2 separate regions of the Lactuca sativa genome follow, and region 1 is linked to region 2. The links are chromatin contacts, called in public Hi-C maps. All regions are on one chromosome and are shown on one strand. The core of a region is the stretch at or near the end of the contact, and the rest is flanking DNA. Distances in the headings are between cores, read along the strand shown. Region 1 holds the start of LOC111897444 (probable leucine-rich repeat receptor-like protein kinase At1g35710). Region 2 holds the start of LOC111897454 (GATA transcription factor 6).

Region 1 (6,559 bases), core at 2,726-5,225, 150 kb after region 2:
ACCGTCACTAGGGATTCAGAAGAGGTGACCAAAGTGTTGAACATTATTCAGTTTAGTGATTCAGGATTGGGTTTGGAGTTCAATATTAAAAAAAAAAAACAAAGATTTTTTTGCCCCCGTGTGATGGTAGAAAGCTTTGTACCGGCTTATTCCCAACATATATAAGGAGACCATCTTTGGGAGTGAAGTTCTTTGTGGGAGGGAGGGGGGAGGGGGGGGGGGGGGCTAGTAGAGATGCGGGGTTTATTAGCGGGTTAGCAAGGAAGAGAGCTGTAAATGTTGTCGATTTGATGAATCTTCTTCCCCAGCTATGTGAACCGCAAAGTGAGATCATTTTGCTTCGTTCATGTATGGGCATTGCAAAACTTTTCTTTGGTTTGAAGACTTGCCAACTCGTGCACCTGGTTGAGGCAGCTGTATTATTTGACAAAGGGTTGCACAACTCTCTCTCTCTCTGTATATATATATATATATATATATATATATATATATACACACACACACACACACACACACTTTATTTATCTTTGTTTTTTTTTACTCTAATATAATCATAAATTTTTTTACAGTTTTTGTTTTTGTTTTATTTTTTTCATATTTTTTCGTATTATATTTTATTTATTTTGTATTTTAGTTTATAAAGAGTTTAAGGTTTAGGGTTTAGGGGTTAGGGTTTAGGGTTTAGGGTGTTTATAAAGGGTTTAAGGTTTAGGGTTTAGGGTGTTTATAAAGGGTTTAAGGTTTAGGGTTTAGGGGTTAGGGTTAAGGGTTTAAGGTTTAGGGTTTAGGGTGTTTATAAAGGGTTTAGGGTGTTTATAAATGGTTTATAGTGTTTATAAAGGGTTTAGGGTTTAGGGTTTAGGGTTTAGGGGTTAGGGTTTAGGGTTTAGGGTTTAAGGTTTAGGGTTTAGGGTTACCCTAAATCCTTTATAAACATCTATAGTTAGAGGTTCTTACGGTTCTTAAAATTTTTTTGTTCTCATTTGAACCACTCCCTATATATATATATATATATATATATATATATATATATATATATATATATATATATATATATATATATATATATATATATATAGGGTTAGGTTATTTTGTTTTTACTATCTATTGTGTGCATGTATTATTGATTCTGGACCAATCATTTTAGTTATTTTAAGAAAGTAATTAATGCATATTTACATATTGAAGATATAATGGATATTAATTACATCTTCAGCATTTAATATGTATTAATTATTTTCTTAAAATAACTAAAATGATTGGTTCAGAATCAATCATACATACATACAGTAGATAGTGAAAACATTTGAACCTAACTCTCTCTCTCTCTCTCTCTATATATATATATATATATATATATATATATATATATATATATATATATATATATATATATAAGCGAAAATAAAAAATGTGTATAAATAAACAAAAATAAATAAAATATACAAAAAATGAAAAATAAAGTGGTGTTATTTTTTTTCAAAATTGCAAGGACCAAATTTAAACTTTAAACCTAATTTTAGGATAGATTTTTCACAAAAGTTAACAAAATTAACCATGAAATAAGTAGCTAGTGATAATTCTATGAGAAAGTTCTTGTTATACCAATAATAAAAGAAAATTCTTAGAGCCTTTTCTAATTAGGCATTTCAAATTAAGACTTTTATGATATTAGTCTTATTTAAAATTCCAAACAAATACTTTCATTAGCTTGGTGGTTCGAGCATTGTGATCAATAGTATGGATGCCATATTATTTACAATGAACAAAAGAATTGCATTTTAGATAGAGGCCACTTAATGAGGCAAGCGGATCAACATAGTAATTTTTTTTCATGCTATAAATACGTTATGTGAGACTCATCGCTTGCAATTTCTGAGTTTATAGGAGTTCTATTCTGTGAGGGAGAAGAGATATAAATAAATAGATAAATAAATAAAATAGACATAGAGTAACTATAGATTCTCAATAAAACTTTTGTATAAAATTTATATAAATAGAAAACAAAACGACACATCATCAAAAGGAATGCTTACATGGCGGAAGTGGGGTCCCACACAAACCAGGATTACCCAAAAAAGCAGAAGCTGGTATGCTTGCAATATGCCCAGGAATTTCTCCGATTAATCTATTTTCTGACACATCAAAATCCTTCAACTTCTTCAAATTTAACAACTCCTTCGGTATCTTTCCTATCAACTTATTACTAGAAATCAAGATTCTTTCCAATCCTTCCCCCTTACTCAACCATTCCGGTATCATTCCGCCAATCGGATTATGCGATAAAACCAAAGAAACAACTTCATCCATCGCCACTTCATCGCCATTAACATTGATTGGTCCTGAAAACGAGTTATACGATAAATCAATTGTGTTGAAATGGCCAAGTGGGTCTCGAACATTTTTCTTGAAAATCCTGTTTATGTCGCCGGAAAAGTTGTTGGAATGAAGATCGAGGTCCATTAGGAGGGAAAGGTTCTTGAATTCAGCTGGAATCGAGTTCGTGAATCGGTTGTTTGACAGATTTAAATTTGAAAGATTCGTCATGTTCCCGATCCAATGTGGTAATTCATCTGTTAATGAGTTGCTGGATAAATCCAGTTCTGAGATTGTAGATGCCGACGACAGGAATCCCGGAAGCGGACCTTGGATTCCGGTGTTTGCCATCTTTAGCCGGAAAACTTTCAGTTTGGAAAACCAATTTGGTAATGTGATTAGCTTCAGAGGATTAAATGACAAATCTAGAGTTTGTAAATTCTGTAATTTAGCAAGCTGAGGTGGAATCGGGCCTGAAAGCATGTTTCTTGATAAATCGAGTGCTTGAAGGTTCTTTAAGTTGCCGAAACTTGCAGGAATACTTCCGGTTAATCTGTTACCGGAGAAGTAAATATCGGTGAGACTGATCAAATGACCGATGGTGGCGGGTAGTTTTCCGGTGAGCTTATTGTTATCACATACCAACCTTTGGATCTTCGTAAGCTTCCCGATGGACGGCGGGATTACACCGGTGAGTTGATTTTCCGACATACGAATGAACTGAATAGAAACGAGACCATCGATGGAAGAAGGAATGGAACCAGAAAGTTGGTTTTGATTAAGATACAAAAGCTCTAATTTCTCTAGCGATCCAAGCGATTCCGGGATGTTTCCGGTGATCTGATTATTCGACAAGTCAAGATTTTTAAGATGCTTTAGCTTTCCGATCGTTTCCGGAATGATTCCGGTGAAATTATTCTCATGAAAGTTAAGTTGTGTTATCGAAACCATTTCCCCAATCGACGATGGAATCTCACCGGAGAACTGATTCCCCGAAAGACCAAGTTCCGAAAGGGATTTAAAAGATCGGAAAATCTCCGGTGGGATCCCTCCGCTCAAACGATTATCACTAAGGTAAAGCTTTTTTAGCCGGAAAAGGAAACGAAAAGTGACCGGAACTGAACCAGAAAGCTGATTGGCTTCAAGAAACAAGTGGGTTAGACGTGAAAGTTTTCCGAACTCCGGCGGGATCCCACCGGTTAAATCTTTGAGTTCGCTGAGGTCAAGGAGTTGCAGAAATGTGAGATTAGAAAGAGAAGGAGAGAGGGTACCGGACATGGATGTGTCGAGGATGGATTCGTCGCCGGAGACGAGGCCAGAACGGGAGACATTGATAACTCTGCCGGCGGAATCACAGGCAATGCCATCCCACGATTTGCAGCAATCAGTTTCAGGTGTCCATGATTGTAAGAGTTTTGAAGGGTCTGAGGTGATTTTGTGTTTGAAGTCGAGTAATGCTTGATGATCAATAGGGTGGCAGGCGTCTGATGTTAATGGCGAAAAGAGAAGAGTGAGGAAGATGAGAGAGAAAGTGTTTATGTGGGTTTGGATCTCCATTGAAGTTGCAGAGATAATGGAGAAGAAGAACAAGAGCGAGTGATTAGTGGGAACAGTTGCCTGAATTAGTTTTCTGATACAAAAGAATTATGTAAAGGAGTAAAGAGACCCTTTAAACTATTTAAAAGTAATTTGTTTGACTTTTAGTATATTATAGAAACTATCTAAAAGTACAATTTAAAAAAATGCGTTTTAAATGATCAAAATTTATTACTTTAATTTTTTAATAATAAGATAAAGAGAAATTATTTTTACAAATAATGTGCAAAAAGAGCGAGATATTTATAATTTGACAAATCTCATATTTGTTAGATGAGTTAAAAGAGATAACACTACTTAGAAGCAAAATTTACTACTCAGATTTATTTAAATAATACCAATTAATTTTGTTGGAGTTGTAATAAAGAAATAAATATCCTCTGACATAACAATATCTAAAGTATAAAGAGTCATGGGAAGTGTTGAATATTCTTTCCAAATGTATATTTTTATATAGTTTTTGTTTTAAAGAGAGGTAGAAAATAGATTAAAAAATATATAGATATAAATGACACCATGTGTAGCCGATATGAGACTATTCTCAATGAAAACGAACCAAGACTTCATTTGCATGTTGTTTGTATGCCACGACTGCTCAACCAGCTGCTAAAACACGTCATTTATGACATGGGTTTTATAAGATCAGATCAGTTGTGTTGAGTCTATGCGGTGTTAGACGATAACTTTGACTGCATGTCTATTAGATATGCGAAATACTACATTTTCAAAAAAAAAATAAATAAATAAAAAAATTGAACATATGTATTGAAGTGATTGAGATCGTGTATAGTACGTAGATGTTTATTATACTAGCGCCATATTTTAACATATGTATTGATGTGATTGAGAACGCGTATAGTACGTAGATGTGAGATTTCAATAAAAAAAATTTGTTGATATATCGTAAAACATAATGATAGCTTATTCGCATGTACATAAGGTGGAACATTAGACCCATCTAAAATAGTTTTTTTTTTAAGTTGTATATATAAATAATTAAGATTTCACTAAAAGGCTTCTAGTCAAGAGCTATCCTATATTGTGGTTACTCCTTACTCTTTAAGGTTGAGATTACTTTTAAGGTCGAGAGTTTAATTCTAATTAGGACATAAGTGGAAGACAAAACTATAAAATTGGTCCTTGTGGTTTCATAAAATTTTTGGATAGGGTCCAAAACGCTTTTGATTTGCATGGAATGTCCAAAATCAAAAACTTCTTTTGATTTTAATCCAAAAAAAACTTGAAATGACGGTTATGCCCTTTCATTTTCTTTTTTGTATTTGTTATAATGAATTTAATACCATTTTAACTTTAAAAAAGGAAAGAAAAGGATTATCCCCACCCATCTCCACCGTTTTTTTTTCTCTCTCTCCCTCTCTACAGTAAACACACACTCACACATACACACTTTTGATTCAGTTTCCAAGTCAAACCGATGGCGAAGTTAGCACACACTTACGAAATCTACATTAATTTTATTGTGCGTATTTGTTTATGTGTTAAAGAAGGATGAGATTATCTCAGAAAGTTAGTGCACCTTGATTTTAGATTCAACACACATGTTTACAGATTTAGATATTGTTTCTGGTGGTGAGGCTCATAAATAATAGTTGGTTTAACCCCAAAATACACATCGTTATCAAACGATCTGATGAGGAAGACTCATATCGTTGAGAGCAGGTTCATCACAACCCCCTCCCATCTTCTTCTTCCTCACCTTTACCTTCAATTGAAACCTCTCACGTATACATCCTGAAAATCAAATCTCTCACAAACGAAACAAGTTAATAAAGGTGTTGGTTCTAGGAGTTAGGAGTCAAGACATCTGATGACATCGCTCAACCACCACTTCATCTTCTCCGACATTGGTTTAAATATTGTTCTGTGTTTTCAGTTTACATCATCTCATCTTCTGGGTTTTTGATTTCCACAAAGAGGGGTAAGATTAGCAAGATAAAAGACACCTTTAATTACAAGAATGGAGATCAAATAAGGGAAGCCCCGAGTATTAGCTTCCTAAGTCGTCGGTGGAGGCAAGGTCGGTGACGAACACTTGGTCTCGCCAGAGACATCGTACCACATTTCTTTGATGAGACACAACATAGAGATGAGGTAGGTGGGTTCAATCAATTCAATCAGAGGGGTTGATCAACATGGGAAGAAGAAGATGGTCGGGAAATGGGCAAGTTGATCTTAATGCTTCACTGATTCTTATTCCATTTTTGGCATGGATTTTCTTCTTTGATCTGGGGTTTTTTTCATTTAACTGCATTTGAAAGTGAAAAGTGAGGAAGAAAATGGAAAAAAGAGAGAATTTCACACACACACACACACACAGAGAAGGATATATATATATTTTTTTTTTAATTATAAAATAGTTAAAATTGATATTAAAAATGAAAAAAAAATCAAAAGGGTAAAAAAGTCTTTTCAGGTTTTGTAATGACTAAAATGGACTAAAATCAAAGGAAGTTATTGATTTTAGACATTCCATGCAAGTCGGAAACATTTTGGACCCTATCCAAAGTTTTTATGAAACCACAAGGACCAATTTTACAGTTTTGTCTAAGTGGAACTATAAATAATTTAGGAGTAGATTATAGTTGTTTTAAAAAAAATAATCATGCTTTCTAAAGTCTATATGGTT
Region 2 (6,525 bases), core at 155-2,654:
TTTTCTGTTTCCTAACTAGCTAACATTCCTGCTTCAAAAACTCTGAACCGGAAAAGGTAAACCGGGCTCGGCGGCCTCCTTCTTCTGCCGCATTTCCAAAACTTTCCGGTGGTTGTTAGAGTGGACTTCGCTGGAGAACGTCGGACTACACGCCGGTCTATATTCCGGCAACAGTCGACCGGATTTGTAGCGGACCCCACATGCATTACAAAGCGTTTTGGCGCCTAGCGGACCGGCTCTCCACTGTGGAGTTTTCTGTACGAGGCAATGACTGCAACGCCTAGGCTGTGAACCACCACCGGCGTCCGCCGCCGGTGGATGGGTTTTCCTCTTCTTCTGTCTCTTCACCGGCGGTTTCCCTAAAATTGACTCGGCGGTTTGAGCGGAGTCATGGAAAAAGAGCCAAGGGTTTGAAGTACATGACGAAGAGGAGGAACTTGAAGTCGACGAATCAGTCAACGGCGTCGTCCCGAGTGACCAAACCCGGCCGCCGGTTCGAGTTCGCTTGCTTCTTGCTTTTGTAAGAACCGGAGTCGTGAAGGAAGGTTTTACGTTTACGTTTACGGTTATGAAAGTTTCCGTTTCCGGCTCCGACTTCTTCTCTGGAAACTTCCCGGCAGGGCACGTTAAAGAGTAGCCACCGGAGAATGAGTCGTCGACGAAATGAGAAACCCATTCAAGGTCTGCCACGTCATCCACCTGTAAAAGCAAAAAAATCAAATTTTTAAATAAATATTCTTCTTTTAAGGAAAGAAAATGGTTTTGAATTTCTTGAAATTGTTACCGGAAGGCAAAGGTCGCTCTCCGGGATAGAGAAAGCCTCGGTATGGCCGATATCGGCTTTTTTGACCGGAGAAATGGAAAGTGGTTTGTCGTTTTTGTTGTCGTGAAGGAGGACATGGGTATCATCGTTTTCTTCCTCGAAGTCACCGTCGTCGGAGAAGTCAAGGAGGCCATCAACGAAGAAGTCGTCGCCGGGGACACCAGTTATAGCGCAGAAATCGTCGGAAAATGACTGTGGGTGGTGGTGGTTGTTTGGTTTAACAGCAATAAAACTGCTTTTCAAAGCCCCTTCTACACACTCCATAACTTCTTGTTGAACCTAAATATAGAAACCTTCAATTAACGAGAGAGAGAGAGAGAGAGAGAGAGAGAGAGAGAGAGAGAGAGAGGGAAAGGGTTTAAGGAGAAGAGAAATTACCGGCGAATTGCAGGAAAAGAGAGGAGAATAATTGAAGATGTTAAGAAAAAGAAGATATGAGTAGTAGTAGTAGTAGTAGTGTTATGGTGTGTTTGGTAAAGCATTGAGAGAGAGAGAGAGAGAGAGAGAGAGAGAGAGAGAGAGAGAGAGAGAGAGAGAGAGAGAGAGAGAAAGAAGTGCTTTTCAAGTGTTAGTGCTTCACAAAAGTATCTCGTCGAGTGTATTTATTTTGTGAACCTCTTTTAACTTCAAATTTAAAAACCGGTATGCTTCTTGTTTGGCACCTTTTGAATCTATGGATGTAAAAATAAAGGACAATGCATAACAATACCACCAAATTTTGTAAATAAAAAAAAAAGTTTATGTGAATAATCCGATTATAGAAGATATATTATTAAAAGTCATCTACCATTGAAATGAATGTCCTTTATACCAAATTTTGTTTATCATTTATTACTTTTTCATATTGGTGAAATTCAAATTAAAAATGAAAGGCACTTTTGCTAAAATACAAACTTACCTAAATTTTGAATTTCAAATTTAAATTTAGGGTGTTGATACAAAAGGATTATATTGACTCATTCTTTTATAGAAGAGACCCTGGTTTAGGATTTATTTACCAAAATAACTCTTCTTTTTATTTTATTAAATAATTGACTTTGCATATTTTTTTAGAAAAAATTACAAGAAATGATACTTCGGTCTAAAACACTTTTGGTTTCCACCATTTGTCTAAAATGAGATCGTTTTGTGTTTTTATTCCTATCAACTTGGAAAATATTATTATCCCCCTTTTATTTATAATTTATGTTTTTTAGATTTATAGTAATTGTTTTATAATGAAAATATATAAAAAAAAAAAAATCATCCAACCCTCACTATAAAAGCATGGACTCTAAGTCCTATCCATCTCTCGATTAGCTTTCTCATCTGGAAGACCTAGTAGTTGTCGCCCCTTCTTGCTAGTAAATACATCCGTCTCATTGCATCCTTTCCCTTTCTATTTCTCAAACCCTTTATCCAATTTTCCTCTTCTATTCTGGTTGATCATTTCCCCAACCATGTCCCACCTCATCCCATCGGACAACCACCCACCCATAACCTATATATAAGAAAATTCAGCTCTCTCTCTTTCTCTTTCTCTCTCTCTCTCTCTCTCTCTCTCTCTCTCTCTTATATGTGTATGTATGGGGGTGTGTGTGTATGTATGTATGTATGTAGGTGTGGGTGTGGGTTTGTATCTATTGTGTTTCCTTCTCTGCCAAAGAAGTTCTAAACAACCACACACCTTCCCATGTTGATCAAACCCTACATTAACGAGTATATAAGTATGTGTGTGTCTTACATGTTTTCAAAATAAAAAATAAATAAAAACCCAAATACGGACGTTAAAAAAACTCAATCAATTTTCTAGGTGTAAACTAGTATTAAATGGAAGAACAAGTGTAACATCCCAAAAATCAACCGTAAACTTTTTGAAAATCAAAGTATATATTTCACTAAAGGATTCATTCATAATCATTAACAAATCATAAGATTATCTTTTCAAGTCATACCCACGCAATCATAGTAAAAATGTGAAAGCTGAGTTCTGTCTCGAAAATCATAACGTAAGATAGAATTGATAAACTATATGTCATGCCCCTATGAGCATGTCCAAATATCCCAATCATGCCAACTCCCCTCCGAGAGGTATATATATTGTTGACCTAATATTGACCACTTCCATCCGAGAGGTCTATCATGGACTTACATCCTTTCTAATTCAACTAGATTCCATTTGAGACGTTTATCTTAGTTGACATACTCATAACATATAGTTCATATAATAAGTAATTTCATGAGAATCCACATGAATGACTAATAAGTTAATCCACGCAATGAGCTAAGTGGTACCGATACTGCCTCGAACCACTACATAATAATTAACCTTAATTTAATAATTAAGGTATATTACCTATCTTTCATCTCTAAAGAAGTCTTTCTCTTTATAATCCCCATCTTATAGAAAAAGGCCATTTTTCCCTTAATCAATGATCTAAGACATACTTTCACTAAAAATTGACTAAAAGTCAAACTAATTAAAAAGTCAACGGTCAACAACGTGGGATCAAACCCTTGGTCGTGTCGTTGTTAAGTCAAGACAAAACAATCGTGGGACTTTCTTGTCCACCGCGTCGTGGTTCCTTTGGTAGAACAACACCTTCATTAAGCTCTTAATTCGTTAAGTCCATGCCTCAAACTTTCTAGAAGGCTTTAATATTATCTTATAGTCCACAAAAATCAAAACATTATGAACATGCACAACTAATACAAGTATCAGACCATTCTTAGTCAAAAATGGTGGAAATGAGGTCAAAACTCCTTTCATGGCATCAAATGGAGTCTAAAAATCAGATCCATAACACAATACTCTAATGGGACCTTAAGTGATAATAAAGTTGCAAACTTTAATCCAAAGTTTTCCAAATCTCCATCCATTTCTCATGAAAGTGGCCAAAATTCACTTAAATCCCTAGATATGTAGAGTAAAAAGCATAAAAATGAGTCTTGATGACTTACAAATGTCCAAAAAGAGCTAATACATCAACACCGCTAACACAAGGCACACAACAAGCTCCAAGCGGTTGATTATTTCCTACTAAAGCTCTAAAATCACCAAAACACAAGAGATTCGAGGGAGGAGAGGCTTAAGGAGGCTAGGGTTCGATCCTTGAACATGGAGGATGAAGGATGGAAGAAACCCTAGGGCTAGTATTTCTTAAATAGAGCCCAAGGCCCAAGATCCATGGTTTTGAACCCAGTCGCCACTTAATGACGTCATCGCGCCGCTGACAACAAGAAATCGCGTTGCGATATAAGATTTTCCCCGAAATCCTTATTCTTAAAAGCCCAAAGTTGATCAATCTATAGAACGAATGTTACAATTCTCCCCTATTTATCTGGATTTCGTCCTTGAAATCCATCTTGGTTATAATGCTAAAAAAAATTCCTAAAAGCAAATCCTTCATGCTTTTTCTAAAACTATTTACTAAATTAGCGTATCAATAAAGGAGTTCCCGATACCACTCGGAAACTAAACATCATCATCATTCAAACCCCACTATTTAAATTGTCACATCTTGCAATAATCAATTTTTCTACTATTGACGGTTCCTTCAATGATCTTGTGAAACCACGCAAACAGGAATTCCCAACACTGTAACCCCAAAATACTTAAACAATAAACCTCCCCAGAATGGGAACCCGTTAGTCTAAAACCTCGAAAATCATACCTTAATTTTGTCGATCAACACTCAATATTACATATCATCTAATCCCTCCTACGACGAGGAATACCCCAACTTACAGTGAACCAAGTATCTGAAAACATTTCGACCAATCAACTCAACAAATTCCCAAATCTGAAGACCATGCCCAAAATGGATGCTAGTGCTTACTTGACTTATTGACAAGTCATCACTATTCCACTTGTCTCAAAAGTATAAAAATTAGTGAATCATAACCTCTTGTCATATCTAAACTCTTGTTTTGGGTTAGGAAAATGTCCTTACCAATAAATCCTCAACATACACTACTGTGAACCTTATTGCTCATAATTTCCTAAATTAGTTTTTCGTTACTTGTAGTCGAACTCAATAGGAAACTTTTAATGTAAAACTATAACCTCCCAACTAGTTAATATCCACTAATGCAATACATTCCTAATACATACCGTTGTTACCAACTCTACATCAGCATATTGATTCCCATGAAAGGTCTATATCAGTTATTGCCATACTGGGAATTGATCAATTCCCCCGAAGGGTCTATCATGATCATCCAAACCTTGAACATTTCCCCTAATGGCCTATCATGGTCAAGCATACTAATCTTTATTCACCCTATACGTGGACAATTTAACACATAACATCCATATATCACATGATCTAAACCTGACGGGTTCAACCCACATAAGTCACATACATGTTTGTTCACGATATGTCATAACGCCATCTAACCATTAGAATGATAAGCTCACAACATAATTGTTGGATTAGGTGTCTAAGCCAATAACTAAATTGGTATACACTTAAATTATTAGCAAAGTCTTTCTGAGTTGCCCTCAAACCTAGTAATTAAATAGGATGACTTTTAGAGAGAGATACCGATTTATTGATTTATTATATGATTAATAAATAAAAATAAATGATTTATTAATATATTATGAGAATAATATATTAATTAGGAATAATATTATTTAAATAAGAGTTAATTAAAATTAATTTTGGGATTAATTGGATTAATTAAAAGGCAGGGGCCTAAGCTATAATTGTTCAATAGTTGAACAAAAGGGTTCCAAATCCTTCCCCATTAGAGGTGGACGGTTTTGAGGGAATATTTTAGGGTTTCTAGAATATCCCTTGAAGATGATTAGAAAACCAGATAATTGTCTGATTTGAAATATTATTATTTTAATCAAATAAGGGTTATCTAGGGTTTTCCTAACAACTATAAATAGGCCCTTACCTCTTCATATTTTTGGCCATCACTTATCTCAAGATCATAGCCGAAATTATCCCTCCCCTCTCCTATTTCTTCAAGTTTCCTAGTTGTTAAGGTTTGTGTGTGAACCATCAGAGGCACGAGATTTTTGGTGCTTACTTCCAAGAGCTATTGAAGAAGGATTTGATTAGTTATTTACAATAATAAATAAAAGGTATGTAAATCCTAACCTTTTTGATTTTTGAAATTATTAGGGTTTCCATAGGGTTCTTTTGATGTTCATAGTTTATAGCTTTCGATAGTGAAAACATAGATCTAGTTAGGTTGCATATGGACTGAAGGGTTAAGTTATTATCCGTCACATGAATTTTTTTTGGTAACCTATAAAACCTATCAGTGGTATCAGAGGCACATGTTTTCAATTGATTTTCATAATAGGCAGTGTTGTAAAGCATGCCGAGTTGGCCGATTACTCCTCCGAGTACTCGCTACTCCCCCTTGCTGAGGCGAGTTACATAATCTCGAGTACTCCCCGATCGGCCCCTTACGAACTGAGTAGTGCTGTGAAATTCGGTCAACTCGGTGATTAATAGGTATAATATACTTAATAATTTATTATTTAACACACACATGTGATTATTACTACATATATATCTTATATTTTCAGTAAATATTCACGAAGTGAGACCATTATATGTTTTTCATTTTTTGTGTATTCACATGTATCCAATTTTGTTATATATTCCAATCAACTTATGATTTTATCTTATGATTTTGACATATATAATTTCCCTAAAAATATTTCTACACAAATTTCCAAATCCGAGTACTCCTCGAGT

Evidence for each region. A called contact is a pair of places that touch in the nucleus more often than the background predicts.
Region 1: a Hi-C map of leaf shows a contact between it and region 2, with 2.5 times the contacts expected there. The contact joins the promoter of LOC111897444 here to the promoter of LOC111897454 in region 2. A contact is called at or near these places in 2 of 4 Hi-C or Micro-C datasets (leaf and seed).

What each region holds. Positions count from the first base shown.
Region 1 is chr3:108,850,030-108,856,588 of Lsat_Salinas_v11, forward strand. It overlaps LOC111897444 (probable leucine-rich repeat receptor-like protein kinase At1g35710), which reads right to left and starts at 3,976. Exons shown (of 2, transcript XM_052769350.1): 1 at 2,037-3,976; 2 at 227-401. The coding sequence starts at 3,873. The coding sequence ends at 331.
Region 2 is chr3:108,701,659-108,708,183 of Lsat_Salinas_v11, forward strand. It overlaps LOC111897454 (GATA transcription factor 6), which reads right to left and starts at 1,405. Exons shown (of 3, transcript XM_023893418.3): 1 at 1,202-1,405; 2 at 785-1,102; 3 at 1-699. The coding sequence starts at 1,087. The coding sequence ends at 34.